Linked DNA regions of Nothobranchius furzeri: region 1 is linked to region 2. A link is a contact called in public Micro-C data. All regions are on one chromosome and are shown on one strand. Each heading gives the region's core, a stretch centred on a gene start, on an enhancer-like site or on the middle of the called end of the contact. The rest is flanking DNA. Distances are from core to core; before and after follow the strand shown.

Region 1 (5,151 bases), core at 1,698-4,197, 87 kb before region 2:
GCTCAACCTTATTCATGTAGGCCTCATCCACATCCTGGAAGAAATTTGTGTTAGCTCAGCGTGTCTAAAATAAACAAGGTTGTAAAACGCTGATGAGGATCGGTCACCTTCTTGATGAGAACAAAGTCGTTCTCGCACTCTGTGCGCTTGTTAATCTCGTCTTCATACCTGAGAATGGAGAAGATGATAGTTTATGATCTGATTTGGGGTTTTAGATGCTTGCCTCGTGCTCTGCTCAGGATTTTAGAGCTGTTACGCTGAAGGAACATTAGATGGAGCTAGTCCTCCATGCTCTGCTCTTGAACACCTCTGGGAGTCACAAGGCGTTCTCCCACAGGAGGTCAGGGAGGTGTTTCACATTTCTCGTCTGTTGATTTGCTCCATTTGTCTTTGGATGATTAGCAAATGTGATCAGCGGTTTCTGTCTTCAGGATTCTCTTCAGCATATTGTAATACTACGGTTCGGTTTAACGGGTGTTTGTAACATGCCTCCTTAGTGTCGTCATCCCCTTAGGACTGTTTGACTCAATGCAATGGACAGATGAAGGGAGGAGTCCACGTTAGACATATTGAACTCACAGGTCTTGCCTAAACCACCCCAGAACGCACACGTTACCCCTCCTCATCACTCACTTGTTCTTGAAGTCCTCCACCAGGCCCTGCATGTTGTGCAGGTCGGCCTCCAGCTTGATCTTGTCGTTGCCCAGGCTGTCCAGCTGACGACGGAGGTTGGCAATGTAGGCCTCGAACATGGCGTCGATGTTGGAGCGGGTGGTGGTCTGGCCCTGCAGCAGGTTCCATTTGGTCTCCAGCATTTTATTCTGCTGCTCCAGGAAGCGGACCTGAAGTGGAGAGGAGAATTGAGTGAAAGTTATACTCTACAGCATAAACAAAGAATAAACAAAGAATCCCTAACTGACATGATTGTTTATTCCTAGACGTGGATGGATGTGTCCTTGTCTCCGGTTGTGAAACATCACAAAAGCGCTGCATACCAAAGTTTTGAGGTTAATGCAGTATTAATGAATCATTAGGATCAGCCTGACGAGGCCTCCAAAACTCCTCATATGGTCTTTGTTCTTGAGTTTCTTTGGTGCTTTGTAAGGAGAGAGTCAGCTGTTTTTCCAGACGGGCCATCAGGAAGGCCTGCTCGGCGAACGTGCATCCTGACAGGAGGTAGGCAGCTGGAAAAAAGCAGCAATGGAGGAATGGAGCTGTTTAACCCTTCTCCTGCACGACTTCCGGTGTTTTTAGCAAAGACGTGGAGCAAGGGGAGTGGCAGAGTTTCTTCTGCTGCAGAAAGGTAAATATTTAACCGTGTGATGAAGCTTTGATGAGGGAAGCGGGGGAGAGTGGAAAAGTGAGGGGTGATTTATTTGTCCAGGAGGTGGAGAGTTTGCTAATTTATCACCAGTAAAATAGAGATAGTGAGAGCAGATAAGCAGCGGACATTGCTCCCCACTGATGAGATCAAATCACCTCTTATTAAATCTTCATTTACGCTTGAGTAATGACGGCAGTAAGGCGACTCCGTGTGCGCGTGAGTCTCTTTGATCTGCTCAGAGTCGAAGCACGCCTCTTATCTTCGTTGGGGGGGGTGGAAGGTTGATCTGTTGCCAGTCAGCTGGCATTGACCAGAACATGAAACCAAGCGGCCTTTTTAAATATTAACCCACCCATGAGACCTCAGGGGATTGAAACTCACCTGTGAGCACAATCGTAACACAGAAATTCAGCTTATTCAGAAGATTTAAGGGTCGTCTTGTCACGAACGCTCCTTATACAGCAAGCCCGCAAGAAACAAGCCATTGTGTCAAAGGTAACAATACGTTCTCATTAGTGTGTGTGTCCAAATTCTATTCAGTTCAAAAATACTTTATACATAGACATATGACAAGACATGGTGTGTGTGTGTGTGTGTGTGTGTGTGTGTGTGTGTGTGTGTGTGTGTGTGTGTGTGTGTGTGTGTGTGTGTGTGTGTGTGTGTGTGTGTGCGTGCGTGCGTGTGTGTGTGTGTGTGTGGACAGCAGAAAAAGCCACACCCTGGCTAAGGGAGGGACCATTCCCAAGGTAACTTGTATCACAAGCCCTGAGCTCTGCCCTGACACACCCTTGGGCCTTTTTTCTCCTCTTCTCTTTCTCGTTCCTGCTTTCTTCTCCCTACATCTGTTTTTCATCACAGTCAAAAGCAAAGCCAGAAGACTGAGGGCCAAACCCTCTGCTGCCTGTGTTTGATTTGTGTGAGGCGAGAAGAGTAAAGAGAAAGGCATGAATCAATGTCTTTATGGCAGAATCTGCACTAACAGGCAAGTGCTGGACATATGTCTCTCCGTCCAACACGTCCCAGCTGTGAGACATCGTCTAAACTCTGTGACTGAACTTTCTAAAGAACTTTTAAAACTCTTACCTTGTCAATGAAAGAGGCAAAGCGGTTGTTGAGGCTCTTGATCTGCTCTTTCTCCTGGGTGCGGACCACTTGAATTGTGGGGTCAATCTCAAGGTTGAGGGGGGCCAGCAGGCTCTTGTTCACCGTCACGGCACTGATGGGGGTATGGACGGGCATGCTGCTGCCGAAGCTCATGCTTCCTGGACCACCCATGCTGGAACTCACGCTGTACGCAGAGCTCCTGGTGATGCCAGCTCCTCCAAAGCCCATGCCCATGCCTCCTGCTCCTCCAAAGCCGCTGCCAGCAGCACCTCCATAGGAGCTCTTGACTGTGAAGGACTTGCGGGAGGTGACTCCACCTGGTCCTGCATAGGAGCTGCTGCTGAAGCTCCTTGGGGCAGATGAACTCCTGAAACTGCTGCTTGAGGAGGTCCTGAAAGACATTCTGAGGATCTGATTTTTTTCTTTTGAATGAAACAAATTTGAAACGAGGAGACTGGTTAGGCAGGCAGACAGGCAGGCCAGCAGAGGAAAATACCAAAGAGGATAGACAGAGGAGAATATACAGGGGAGTTTTAAAGCCTGCCCCTGATGTGGGAGGGACCTGGCGGGAGCTGTGATTGGCTGCTGCTCTGGGCTAGAGGCAGGAATGGGGCTGTAACTGTACACCTCTGTGTCCAGTCAGTCACAACCATGTCCTCCTCTCTGAAGACAACACTTTGTCTATCGCAGGAATGTTGATAACCCTCTCCCTCTGTGTCATCCAAGGTAAATGGATGTCAGATTACGGGATGAGCTGATCAGCTGGTGTGTGTGGGCAGGCGGGATGCTTGACAGAAGCAGCTCACACACACTTTTCGCTGATTCTCAGGTGTGAGGCACATGTGCAACAACGTAGAGGTGATGTTTTCTTTTGGAACTTTGAGTAACGAATGTGGAATGTGATCCGTAACAATCACACTAAATCCCAACTGATTAGAATTCCGGTTGAGCCGGTCGTAGATGTTTTACACATTCAAATAGGATCCGGTTAGAAACTCACACCAACAATGGGTTTGATGATGCTTCTCGGCATTTCGAACGAGTAAAAGAAAAGATCTTCCTCCCGACGGTTCCAAAGACCACTTTCCCCTTCAAAATCGTATTTTTGTGTCACTGATTGTTTCTGGATTAAAGTAAAAAGTCTAAATAGACGCTGAGGCCAACAAGCTCGCAGAACTCATCTGTGGCTAATTATGCACTGAATTCATATAAATAAACATCATTTCAAGTTGACAATCTTGAACATTTTTGCTGCATCTTTGCACTGAAATGTATATTTTTACTTATTTAATGGGAAAATAAGAGTTTTTAACATTTCAGAAGGAGATTTTTTTTTTAAAGGTAACAATCCTGCAGATTAGAAGCTGGTTGTGGAAAGCGTTTGCATGAACGTTGTCGGTTTGGGAAACGTTTCCTGCAGAAAACCTGCAGGCCATGCAATCCCCCCCCCCCCCCCCCCCCCCCCCCATCCCCAGCCTTGGTGCGAGTGAAACTTAAACCACATCTGCTGGTTTTCATGTAAGAACCAGGTCAGCAGCACTAACCAGTTAGCTTTTGCTACCATTGTTATGACAATACAGGCTCCAGAGAGACATAAATGTAGGTGAATTCGTCTCAATGATGCAAACTTTTTTCAATTCCTAACTGAGCCTCCTTCGTTCCTCATTTCTGAGCGGGTAAAAACAAAACGGCCTCTCATCTGTCAACCGTTGCTCCACCAATACCAGTCCTGCATTCCTCTCCACCCTCATTGACTTCCTCCTCTAGTCCCTCGTTACAATGAGTCATGAGTCTTGGCATTACCAAACCAACCCCCTCCACAATACCCTCTCCCCTCCATCGCCTTTAGCCATTTTTCTCCCACCAGTGCCTCCTGGCCTCATTATCGTCATGGAAACCTACAGAAATAAAAAAAAAACACTCCCATCATTTCTCCAGAGCCAAAATGGGTGCCAGTTTCAGAGCGGGGCTCTTTGTAACCAAGTTGCAAGGAGACGGAGTGCTGTAAAGAAAGGCATGTGGGGACATTGACATGGCGCTGACAATCCAAGCTGGAGCTCCTGGCACCAAAGGAAACGCGGTGCCAGTGGCTATTTCCTGTTTTGGTTTGTGAAATGGTGAGATCAGCTGAGTTTGGATCATATCTTCATGTGTTCTAACTGAGACGAAGATTTCAGCTGAATTTAAGCAATCTGTCAATAAATTAGGGAACCATGTTTCGGATCTCATGACTGTCACTTAGTAGTTGAGTTACTTTTTTATTAGGTTTGAAGTCAAATTATGAAAACTTCAGAGAAACAGGTGTTTATCATTGAGTTTGGTTTGCTTAGTGACCTTTAAACATATACGTGCTCCCTTTATGCAACACATTTATGAGTTTGTCACCAAATCGTTATGAGGACCTAAAACAGCCACGGGAAGATTCATGTTGAACATTTTCCTGGCTTCTTTGCACGAATCACTTGACCTCACTGATTTTTGAAACTGTTCAAAAAGTCCACAAAACAAATTGTCTCTCCAAGTGGTCCGAACGTCGTCACAGGGCATCTGGAACTGGTGAGAGAAATGTAATGCGCCTCGGTGACCACTCAAGCTATCGTACCGTGTGCTACTAAACTGTAAACATGATGGTCAACTGTAAACAAACTAAACTCACTTTGCAATGCAATAAATAAAACACTACTTTAAGAAATCTGGACAAATATGGTGCAAAAGTTGCAATT
Region 2 (4,813 bases), core at 1,400-3,899:
CAAAAACTGCTCTGCGGTTCAGTTCTTATGCTCATGATGTCATGAGATTCTGGCCAGCAAAATTTATGCAAAAGCAAATTTGGGTCCACAAAAACCACAGGATGAATTATTCAAACACAGCTAAGACCCAATTCCAACTTTCCTGATGGGCCTATTAAAAGATGTGATCCCGGACTTAATAAGTTTCCCACGTCTTCCCCCTACTGGTTGAAAGCAGAATTACAACTGCCGTAAATCGTTCTACAGGCCATGCAGTCAATAGTGTCGTCGGACAAGTTGTCGTATTTTGCACATTTTCACGAAGTTATAATTACCGGCATTTTAGAATAAAAAAATTGGATCTTGCTGCTTTTTGAGATGGTTTGAAACTGAAACTAACGAGTGTATGCCGCACCGACGTTTGCTCTGGTTTGAGTTCATTGTCACGTCCAGACTTTCTTTGCTTCACCTTTAACTATGTTACTCTTCCTCTTATTTGCAGGCTCCACTATGCCGGCAACAAAAAAAAGCAAACATTCTATTGATGGATGCTCCCATTAGCGCTCCTACTCGTACCGCCAACAATGTTTTGTGCAGTTTCTGGCCAGCAGAGGGCAACAGAGTGCTGTCCCATGCCCAAGCTGCTTAAGTTTCTGGCTCAAGAACCATTGAAACCAATTTAAAGGCAATAGGTTACAGTGTTAAAAAGTCTTTAGCGTTGCTTTAGGTGTGCAAAATCAGCCTGGTCCCTACGGCTGCTTGTGCCCATCCTGGCCCAGACATCTTACCATGACTCCCCAGTCCTGATAAAATCAATATTTATATCAGAGATTAATCAGGTCAATATGTGGTCTACATCGCTTTTTGTTCATCTGCAATGTCCATGGTGGTGTGTTTACAAAGAGTACACCCTCCCAAAGCTAACATTGAAGGGACACAGCTGCTCCTTCCATCATCATCAGCGCATAAATACCTCAATGCTTAACTTAATTTTCCCTGAAGTAACAACAGAGGCTCTAATAAGCTGTCATTTCCTGTTGTGCAGCTTTTATTTGACTGAATAAAGACAAACCAGTGTTGACTTTATACATTAGGAAGTGGTGATTGGATTTTTGTGTCTTAAAGACGACACATTTGTTTGTTTTTTTAGTCCCTGTTTTAGCAAAAGGAGTTTAGAAGGTCTCGGGAGTGGTGGCAGTAATACGTAGATCAAGCTGTCGCCCCACCCACATCAGCAATCCACGCAAATAGGTGGAGTGGTTCGTGCTGCGTTTGTGCTGATATGTGCCGTTAAAATAGTCGTTTGTGCTGCTGTGGTTTTTAAAATATTCAACATTATTTTCATAGGTCATTCAGGGGTCACCATCCCCCCAGGTAGGTCCTAAATGAACCGGACCAGTCTACGTATTTAGTGCTATGTTTGTGCTCATTTGTGCCGTTAAAATGGTCGTTTGTGCTGCTGTGGTTTTCGAGATGTTAAGAGTTTATTTTGGGGTGATGACATCACCACCGGAAATGCCTTGAGCAGAAAGAGGCAGGATCAATAACTCTTCCGGAAGTAGTGTTTTTCCGTTCACAACTATTTTGAAGTGAAGTGTTTCTTTGTTTTATATTTAAAAAATAGTGCAAGCACAACATATTTTTAAAGAACTTTATTCGTCAATTTTCAAACAAAGGCACAAAATCATTTCAAAAGTACAAGTTGAAAAGCATTACAGTAAAAATGTTATATATATTAGCACCTTATAATAATCATATATCTCGAAAACCACAGCAGCACAAACGATCGTTTTAACGGCACAAATGTAGCACTAAATACGTAGACTGGGGCGGTTCATTTTGGACCTACCTCGGGGGAAGGTGACCCCTCACCTACTTCAAGTAGAAGAGGTTATGAACCGCGAACTTCTTCCGGTTGAGGTGGTGACGTCATCGCCGCAAAATTAAACTATTAATATCTCGAAAACAACAGCAGCACAAACGATCGTTTTAACGGCACAAATGAGCACAAACGTAGCACTAAATACGTAGACTGGGCCGGTTCATTTTGGTCCTACCTGGGGGGATGGCGACCCCTGAATGACCTATAAACATAATGTTGAATATTTTAAAAACCACAGCAGCACAAATGACTATTTTGACGGCACAAACGTAGCACTAACCACTCCACCTATTTGCGTGGATTGCTGATGTGGGTGGGGTGACAGCTTGATCTACGTGGCAGCATGACGTCTGCAAAGGTTTAAAAAAATGAAAAAGAGGAAATAGGAAAAGATGGCAGAGGCAAAACCAATGTGCGAACTAGAAAGACACTTAATGTATTCATCAGATATTTTATGTAAACAAAGACTCTGACCACAGCAACGATGACATGTTTTATCCCTCGAGATTCTGAGAAAGGACTTCAGGCACTAAGTTACCAACATCTCAGGAAAAGAAGAGTCTACAAACGGATTGTCCGATAAACAGTCTCTCCTCTGTGTGGCTTTTAAACGAGTTTGTTTTGACCGACTAAAACAGACGTGATTTGCCTCACAACCTTTTCTCATCACATAAATACAGTTTTCAAATAAAAGCCAAAAGTCAAGACAGAGAAAAGTACAGATTCCTCCTCACGCCTAACTGGCACAAGTCACTGGAAAGCATTCGGGCCTTTAAGGGTTGCCATGGCAATCAGGAAATACAAATGGGAAGTGCTTTACATATGAATATCCTGACTACAGTCGCAAAGCTCACGGGTTAATGATGGTGAATAATGGACTTCTTTGTGGGCACAGTAGTACCGTAATTCTCTGTTTAACATCCTCTCTCCCCATTTGTCTTGTCTTTTAGAGGCTGGCTAAGTGCATCATTCGCCAGACAGAAGCCGTAAAGTTCAGAAAGCACTGGAGGAATAAACGATCTTGGGTGGTACGTTAATGAAAACAGTCTAAGTGACAGATGAGGAGTTTGGGTCGAGAAGCTGCTGCAGGAATGTGGCGGAGCGTCGCTGTTGTCAAAACAGTGATTGAGCTGTTTGGGTGTTACCAAGATGTTCAGATGACCAGCAGAGAGAGGGTGTGTGTGTGTGTGTGTGTGTGTGTGTGTGTGTGTGTGTGTGTGTGTGTGTGTGTGTGTGTGTGTGTGTGTGTGTGTGTGTGTGTGTGTGTGTGTGTGTGTGTGTGTGTGTGTGTGTGTGTGTGTGTGCTGCTTAATTCAGCTCATCAGTCTGTTTCCTGCAAGCCGAAAGAGTCAACACAACTTTATTTTAAGATCAAGTCACCGAAAAAACAAAAACAAATAAAGAAGGCTAACAATAACTAAGTGCAGAGGGGTGAAATGGTCACGTTTCCACAGCAAAGTTATGGTTATTAAGAAAAACACGAAGAGAGTTTCGGAGTTAACTAAACTTGAGGTGTTGAGTCCACCAGAAGATGAAAAAAAAAAAAACTCTAGACTGGTGAGATATCTTTGCTTCTGCTGCCGCCTGGTGGTGGATGAGTGCCATGGCTCAGAAAAAAATGGCAAATCTTCCTTTTCTCCTCCTCCTAAGAATAAGAATAAGAATACCTTTCTTAGTCCCTCAGTGGGGAAATTGCAATATTGCAATAGCTCAGGTACAGAAGAATAAGAAGAAAATATCATTTCTATAGCACCTCTCAATATGTATATGTATATATATACACACACACACACACACACACACACACACACACACACACACACACACACACACACACACACACATATATATATATATATATATATATATATATATATATATATGTATGTATATATGTGTGTGTGTGTGTGTGTGTGTGTGTGTGTGTGTGTGTGTATGTATATATATATATATATATATATATATATATATATATATATATATATATATATATATATATATATATATATGTATATATATATATATATATATATATATGTATATATATATATATATATGTATATATATATATATATGTGTGTATATATATATATATATATATATATATGTATATATATATATATATATATATATATGTATGTATGTATGTATATGTATGTATGTATATATAAATATATATGTATATACACACACACACACACACACACACACACACACACACATATATATATATATATACATATATATATATATACATATATATATATATATATACACATACATATATGTGTGTATATATACACACATATATGTATATGTATATATATATATATATATATATATGTATATATGTGTGTGTGTGTGTGCATATATATATATATATATATATATATATATATATATATATATATATATATATATATATAAATGTACACATAAAATATAAAACGTGATGATATCCAGTCAGGAGCTGTTTTGGAGCATTTTTAGTGTCAGAGCTGGACACTGAACATTAAAATTAAACACGACACTTACTGATTTCAAACTGTGTTGTTTTATTTCACATGGTCTGCATCTTCCTCCCACTTGTTGCCTGAAGTGTTGGTCGTATGCTGGGCTTCAACCAGACGCTTGCTCTTTTCTTTGATTTCCTCGCGGGTCAGCCAGCCCTCGTCTTCACTCGACTCAGACGAGTCATCTAAGAAATGGAACGAATCACATTTCAAATCAAGGGATTTACAACCATCCACAACCCCTCTAAGCTAACCCTGCTGACGCGGTTATTATCTAGAAATACATTTTTGTTGTGTTGGATCAACACAACAGCTGCTCAGCAACTTGAAGCAATGTGCTTAGTTTTTATGAAAAACCTAACCATTGTTTAGTTTTGTGCTTGTTCTACACGCTGCTTCACAAAACCATCAAATGACCATAACTTCAATCCTATTTAAT

The links. A called contact is a pair of places that touch in the nucleus more often than the background predicts.
Region 1: a Micro-C map of tail fin shows a contact between it and region 2, with 13 times the contacts expected there. The contact joins the promoter of krt8 here to the enhancer-like site in region 2. A contact is called at or near these places in 2 of 2 Hi-C or Micro-C datasets (skeletal muscle and tail fin).

Annotation. Positions count from the first base shown.
Region 1 is chr15:49,542,648-49,547,798 of NfurGRZ-RIMD1, reverse strand. krt8 (keratin 8) reads right to left here and starts at 2,947. Exons shown (of 8, transcript XM_015968613.3): 1 at 2,408-2,947; 2 at 634-842; 3 at 108-168; 4 at 1-34. The coding sequence starts at 2,830.
Region 2 is chr15:49,455,362-49,460,174 of NfurGRZ-RIMD1, reverse strand. It overlaps LOC107391343 (myosin-11), which reads right to left. Exons shown (of 13, transcript XM_054746187.2): 12 at 4,397-4,559; 13 at 3,392-3,506. The coding sequence ends at 4,417. Among protein-coding and RNA genes, the nearest start is that of LOC107391343, 23 kb to the right of the region's middle. Within about 2 kb of position 2,649, at least 1 of the 3 cell types and tissues checked has an H3K27ac peak or open chromatin away from gene starts, as enhancers often do. A contact at or near this core is called in tail fin, where this site is marked.